Linked DNA regions of Drosophila melanogaster: region 2 is linked to region 1. The links are chromatin contacts, called in public Hi-C maps. All regions are on one chromosome and are shown on one strand. The core of a region is the stretch at or near the end of the contact, and the rest is flanking DNA. Distances in the headings are between cores, read along the strand shown.

The links. Hi-C and Micro-C count contacts between places; a contact is called where the count stands out from the background.
Region 2: a Hi-C map of the Kc167 cell line shows a contact between it and region 1, with 2.5 times the contacts expected there. A contact is called at or near these places in 3 of 107 Hi-C or Micro-C datasets (the Kc167 cell line and wing imaginal disc).

What each region holds. Positions count from the first base shown.
Region 1 is chr3L:5,509,097-5,512,439 of dm6, reverse strand. It overlaps CG34342, which reads left to right and starts at 1,580. Exons shown (of 10, transcript NM_001169880.3): 1 at 1,580-1,644; 2 at 1,963-2,321; 3 at 2,426-2,554. The coding sequence starts at 1,620. It overlaps Lkr (Leucokinin receptor), which reads left to right. Exons shown (of 8, transcript NM_139711.3): 8 at 1-19.
Region 2 is chr3L:5,652,894-5,656,652 of dm6, reverse strand. It overlaps lin-28, which reads right to left and starts at 1,972. Exons shown (of 5, transcript NM_139726.2): 1 at 1,607-1,972; 2 at 198-334; 3 at 1-48. The coding sequence starts at 1,673.

The DNA of each region.
Region 1 (3,343 bases), core at 331-2,830:
AGTCATTAAGCAAACAAACAAAATATACCAGTATTTTTATTATTCTTAATTACATGCAGCCGAATGAATTATTATTGTTCATGTGTGGCCCATAAATTGTACGAATAAATTCGGTTCGCAATTTCCGCTTCATTTCGTTTGTTTCAAACGAACTGAAATTATGGCATTTTGCTATAAATTTGAAACATCAAGAAAATTTACTTTTAAATGAAAGTAAAAGTTTTGACTTGAGCGCTTTTTACTTAAAAGATTATCGCTTAGCAGAGACTCACACCGGAAATGGGCAATCAAAAGCCCAAGATGGTCGAAGAGCTTTCAAGTTTCTTGCGGCGCTAGCAAAGACATCGAAAGCTTTAACCCTTATGCGGTGCCGCATTGAGTATGTGTGTTATTTTCGGCGGAAAATAGGAAACTTAATATTAAGTGAAGCCTAAAAACAATGGCTGAGACACCACAGGCTCAAAATCATATAAAATTTTGGAAATACGCTTAGTATGGTGTTAATATGCTTAAATGCGCATCAATAATTGAAATTTCAAGCCGCTTAAAGCTCATGGCATAATGAGCGTTTAACGATTTGGCCAACCGTTTTTCCCTAATGCCCATGCAAACAACTGCAGGCTGAATGTGGACAATGACAATTGAACAGAAATATATGACGGCTGCAGCAAGAACCACAACTATGTCACACAGCCATGCGTGCACAGGAAAAAAAAACTGAATACTTTTAAGTTACAGTTCTTGATCTCAAAGTGTAAAAATTTGTTTTGACTACAAGGTAACTTTTCTTACACTCAAGAAAGAACATTTTAATGAACATTTTAAGAAGAAAAACTATTTCATAATATATCTTACCAATGTTGTATAATTAGTTGTATAAGCTAGTATAGGTGTATTTAACTAATCTAAAGTTCTACAAATTTTTTGACAGTGCATCTGTGCACGTTTTACTTGAGCCTCATTTTTCGCTTGCAATCAAACAACATATGCTGCGCACTTGCTCACGCGATGAACAAGTACCAACTGTGACTATGACGGAGGATATGGACACGCACACACGGATGATGGGGACACGCACACACACGCACACACACACTGGCAGTTAGAAGGACACATGGTCACACGGACGTGGCCGCATTGGCTGTTGATAATTGAATAATTAACATTGTTTAAAATGGCTCAACAAGCGGATGGAAAGAGAGTGAAAGAGAGGTGGATCCGCCGTCTCACTTTTTGCCAGACATCCGGCGCCCAGGTCATCAGGTCAAATGCAACCACAATGTCAGCCATGCCCCCCAAACCGCACCCGCCCCCTGTCCGCATTTTAAGCCATATATATATATATATATATATGGATGTGCTCGTTGGAAAAGTGCAGGGGTTGTTGGACACACAAATAGATATAGTATAATTGGGCTAGAAGGGATATATATCGTGTGTACTTCATATTAATATAATTGACTTGCGGTGGGAAAATCTTTTCGATACATGTCTGCCGTTTATTGATTAAAATCCTACTTTTTAGTCGCATTGAAATTGAAAACTTGTCAATGTGCTTTTTACCCTTGAAGTGAACGGTTCGATTTTTGGATAAGCCATATAAAACAACATTGGAAATTATGCACGAGGCAAATCCAAGTAAAAGTGTGTAAAATTGAAGTTGAATATTCATATATAAGATGTCTATTCGACATCCTTTTAAGCATAAAGATTATTTAAAACTAAGAGAGAGACCATTAAAATCTTTGATAATGGCTCACATGAACATATTGTGATATAACAATTGCACTTATATACCAAAGTTTCTAAATGTATAGAACATATGTCGTATGTTGTTACATACTTTTGGAAACGAAAGTGAAAAACTCAGATGTTATCCTTGTGATTCTGTTAATTCCAAGCTGCAGTTAATAGGTCCTTGAACTGATTGGCTTTATATTTATTCCGTAATCCACCCAATAGCTGCTCGCAAGGCCTTTTCGTCCACCAGCTCCTCACGACGCAGTAGCAATGGGTGTGCCAGTGGCCACGATGTCGAGGAGGAAGAGGAGGAGCAGCTCTTCCAGGAGGCGTCGTCCGGCACAAGAACAAACAGCGTCGATGGGATTGCCGCCCCCTTCACCGCCGCTGTCAGTGCGACACCGGTTACGGATTTCTATAGCAATGCCACCGTACTCATTACGGGCGGTACGGGCTTCGTGGGCAAAGTGTTAACAGAGAAATTGCTTCGCTCGTTTGGATTGCGTAAAATTTACATGCTGATACGCAGCAAGGACAACATGAGCGTGCAGGAGCGTTTGAAGGGCTTTTTCAATGAATCGGTAAGTGTCAGGACAGGATGCGGGAGCCTGCTGTCAGGCGAACCATTCCATGCCGTTGGCCAGTACAATATCGGATAAAATCCCAACCCACTGCCTTCGAACAGATATTCAATAGGATGCGCGAGGAGTCACCGCAATTGTTGGCGAAGGTGCATCCGATACGCGCTGATTACAGTGCCATCGACCTGGACATTGATTCCGCCGACCGAGCAATGCTCTCGTCTGAGGTCCAGGTGAGTAACTTTTGTTGATGCGCTCCAACGGCCCTTCCTCCAACGCCAGTTTCAATCCACCGCAACCACTCCTCTGTTGGCAATTCAATCAATGGACTTTTTGTGTGAGAAACTTTTCATGGGTCTTTGTTGTGTTTGCCTATCTGGATGGCTCCCCCGATTCCTGTCTGTTACTATCTATTTACACTTGAAGAAAAGGAGTACTAACCTTGACAAAAAATATGACAAAATGAGTAAATAAGCTGTAATTGATACTTATATCTGAGATGGCATTCCACAGATTAGGGTGCACTGCTAGCAGACCGATCTTTTGCAGCTGGCATATTTAGCATAGTAAATTTTCTTTCAGTGTTCGAACTATCGCAACGTGTGCCTCTCGACAACCCTAGTTGGCGCATTACGTATACGTAAAACGTTGCATGCCAAAGGCAGGCTCAATGTTTACGACAACGCCAGCCAGGCAGTCAGTTTATTTCCTTCGTTTCTCGCCCCTTATTTTTTCTGCTCTGTTTTGCTGATCACAAGAGGAGCACGATATGTATGCATGTGCATATGTATATCTATATATATTTTCTACTTTTGAACAAAAATTGAAAAAACCCCGCCGCCACGTAAAACTGTGAAAATGTGTGTTGCTTCGCCTGCTGGTGGTTATAAAACACAATATATAAATAAATGAAAATTCCTGTGCATGCTTCAAGTGCCTGGCATGCGCGAGCTATTGTCCTGCCATCCGGGCGCATCCGCATCCCCATCCGCATCTGCATCTGCATCCTCGTCCGCATCCGT
Region 2 (3,759 bases), core at 723-3,222, 140 kb before region 1:
CTCCTCCTGCTCGCCCAGTGATCGGAAACCTGACATCTGGATGACGCTCTATATGCATACGTTTATAATGAGAATTATATTGAATTAATGCATTAAATATTAAATTATTATACCGATTTTCCATATTCTATCGGATAGTACATAAGGCCTTGCATTAAGGAAAGACCTCAGTTTCATCCAAGAAAGAGAGTACCCACCTGATGGACGAACACCTCCTGGCCGCCGTCGTTGGGTGTAAGGAAGCCCCATCCCTTGGCCACGTTGAACCATTTGCATTTGCCCAGTCGCACACAACCGCATTCCTCGGTGGGACTCGCAAGATTTGCCGGATTCGCTGGAGGGAATAGAAAATGAAACTTGAGTTCGGTGCCCAATTCGATATCCTGTCTGGGAATCCCTCTGTTCAAGGTTTTGTTATTCAAATGACCAAGCGGCAAATAGGCAGCTGAACAACATTCATCGTGTCCTTGCCCCATTTGCCGCGAGGCAAGTTCAACTTGGGTTAGGTTCTTCTCTAGCCCTCCACGTCCCCATCCCAACTCAACGCCCATTGAGGGCAGAAAACAGGTTTCGTTGTTATTATAAGAAATATTCGGAAATAACTGAACGAGCGGCGCGGCGGAGTGGATTCATTCCATTATCTAAGCAGGGGCTCATCTCACTCACACACTCGCACCAGCCCATATCCATTTGGGCTGGCTCATTCATTCATTCATTCATTCATTCATAAATTGTTTTCACTTCGCTCGCTCCCATTTCGCTGCCAGCTTATCTATATATTTGTCGAAGTGGGCCCTAGTACTTGAGTGTACTCGTAGTATTGCCCAGATGCCCAGATACTCGGAATGCATTCTCATGCCTGTGCTCTGGCTTATCTGGAATTAAAATTTTCATTTTCGGGGGTTGCGCTGGCATTTCTAGGTCGTTGTGCTGCTCAAGCATTTTCTTACTCATTTCCAGCGAGAACGTGAATGGACTTTTAAGATCTTGGAAATTCTTTTGCGTCTGATAAGAAACCTAATTGAATGAAAATCTTTCATTCTTTACTCAAACCACCACCATTACATGATTATCCTTTTGGGATGGTTGGGTGTCCTTTTCCTTTTCTTATAGGTAAGCCGCAAACTGGTTTCCCCGTTCAATTAGGTTTGTAAGTCTGCGCAGATCTAATGCCTCAAATGCATTGAGGCGAGGATAATCCTCAACTGGACTGCCTGTGTCCTTGATCGAAGTGTGATGGTAAGTCGGTCAATGTTCGGGGGTTGATGACACCTCTGTATATAGAAACCCCCCAATTTACCAATAAAAAATCAAATCAGCGAATGGCAAAAACACAACAGAAACCAAGAAAAACATACGCCAGCAAAAAAAGAACTGCGCAGTATAAAAAAAAAAAAAACCAGACAAAAACAGAAACCAAATATTAGGGCGATCGCACAGCCAATCAGCAATCAGTTTGATAAGATTTCCTATTGAATTTGTTGTCGCTTTTTTTGGAACACAAAACACGTTTGTTGTGGGCAGCGGGGAATGTAGACGTTCGTTCGTGTGACGTTCATGCATTAGCTGGAAATTAGTTTCACTCTACTCCATATTCTAAACAAACCTGATGAAGTGGAACTCTGGCTGGTGGTCCTCCTTTCCAAGCCATTTTCCAGCTGTACGTTCTCCATGCTGACTTCTTGGGTTTTTAGTTTATTTTTCTTAGTTTAAAATCCACTTCAATTGTTTGATTACTCGCTCCAAAATTCAATGTTGCTTAAAACTTCACTGCAAATGCATGTTTTTCCTGCCAACGAACAGACATGTGGCCAAAGATCCGTATCTGTATTTGTATCTGTATCTTTCACTGCCCGCACTAACACAGCTACAGCACTTTCTCGAATTTTTGGGTTCAGCGAAGGGGAAATTAGGAAAACGCTGCCGCTGCGCACGACGCACTTCGTCACACTGACTCCGCGTTGCGTTTGACTATTTCTAGGAAGGTCGCAGCAGGCCCGAAAAATATTTAGCTCAGTATCTTGAAAACAATATTCGACTCTGCGCTTGTGTGTGTGTGCTTGGTGTGTCGGTGAGTGAGCGTGGAAAACGCCGAGCCGAAAGTTGAGTGAATTCGCACCGTTTCGGTTTCGATTTGAGTTGAGCGCGTAAATGTATCTGACAGATACTCTACATGACGATCGCGGGGAGAAACACCGAAAAACGTGCAGAGAGAGAGCGCTAGAGTGAGAGCCAAATTTATCTATGTCGACTAAAAAGACCTCAGAACCTAAATGCCGAGCACACTTTCGGATTCGGATTGGGATGTATCTGCATCTGTATGGCACTAAAAAAGTGCGTGAGACTAGCGCACTTCAGGATACTTGAGAAACTAAACTGTTATACAAACTAGACTGAATAGGTTTTAATTAACTTTTTTATGACTATATTAGCAATTATACAATTATATTGTTAGCCTCATAGGTAAGCACTTATAGTTTAAATTCCAAAATGTTTAAATTCAAATTGTAACTATCTTTAAAATGACCATTCGAGAAATTATTAAAACTATAGCCAATCTAGGAACAAATCTTTGTACCTCCATTTTTCACTCAAAGTGCAAATAGAAATAATTTATAAAATGAAATACTTAATCACCCCGAATCCTGCTTTATCCTGATAGGCTGATCACTTCCCTAAAAAAAAGATGCCGCTAAAAAGCGAACTATTCCCATTGGTGACTGCCAAAAAAATTGCACTAAAAAACTGCACCACAACTGGCGTTCTGCAACCCTCGCTTAAGTCGCGTGCCGGGCAGCTGTGAATTCTCGATGCATTTCAACCCCTCGCCGGCTGATATGAAATATGCACCCCCGAGCTGCATTGTGCAACATATTTGCGAACGCTCGTCCTGCCTCTTCCTCCCTTTTCGTCCTGCGACTCCGGATTGTAGCAATTAATTTCGGCACGTGCCACGCTGGCGTGCCAAATCGATGACCAATGCCATTGATGACAGTCGATCCGAGGGCGGAAACTGTATCGAGGATCAAATGCACAGGGGAGGCATCAGATGAACATTTTGTGGTTCGTAAATTTGGCAAGACCAGGATCGATTTGCAGTAAAAATGTTTTCGAAGGATAAATTTGGAAGAATATTTTTGTAAAATTACCAGAAATTAGTAGGGCAAATTAAAATTAGTTGTTCGACCTAATTTATAAATAACTATGTCGCAGAAATGTTTTCGAATATTTAGTTTATCTAATGAACAACTTCTGCTACTGACAACATTTAGATAAACGGAAGACTTGTTATGAAAAGGATTTGTTTTTAAAAACTAGGATTGTTATAAGTAATATTTTATGTTTCACAGCTTGTTTTGGTATCAATGTAAAAAATTGGTAACGCAAATAAAAAGGTAATATGAACCAATCGAGGCCCAAACAAGATGAAAATCATCAGAAATTTCCGAAGGGCGAGCGCTGTTAATGCCTGAGGGGTCACTGAGGGTCAGTTTGATGTTTTATCAATAGTAAATAAATGCTAAAAAACCCAAAACAATGCATCGTGAGCCAGCCGTCGCACAGTCTGTAATCAATATTTTGGCTGCCCTAAGCCGCTCCCAATCTCAATCCGCTGGCCAGTGGTCGATGGACAAAGCCGGCCAAAGGGACAAAGGACGCGGCGAGAGCGAAAGTGCCCATTAGGGATGCAACGGATGGCAGGCACTCACATGTGCGTAATTGGAACAGGATTAACAAGGCGTCCTGCCATTCACACAG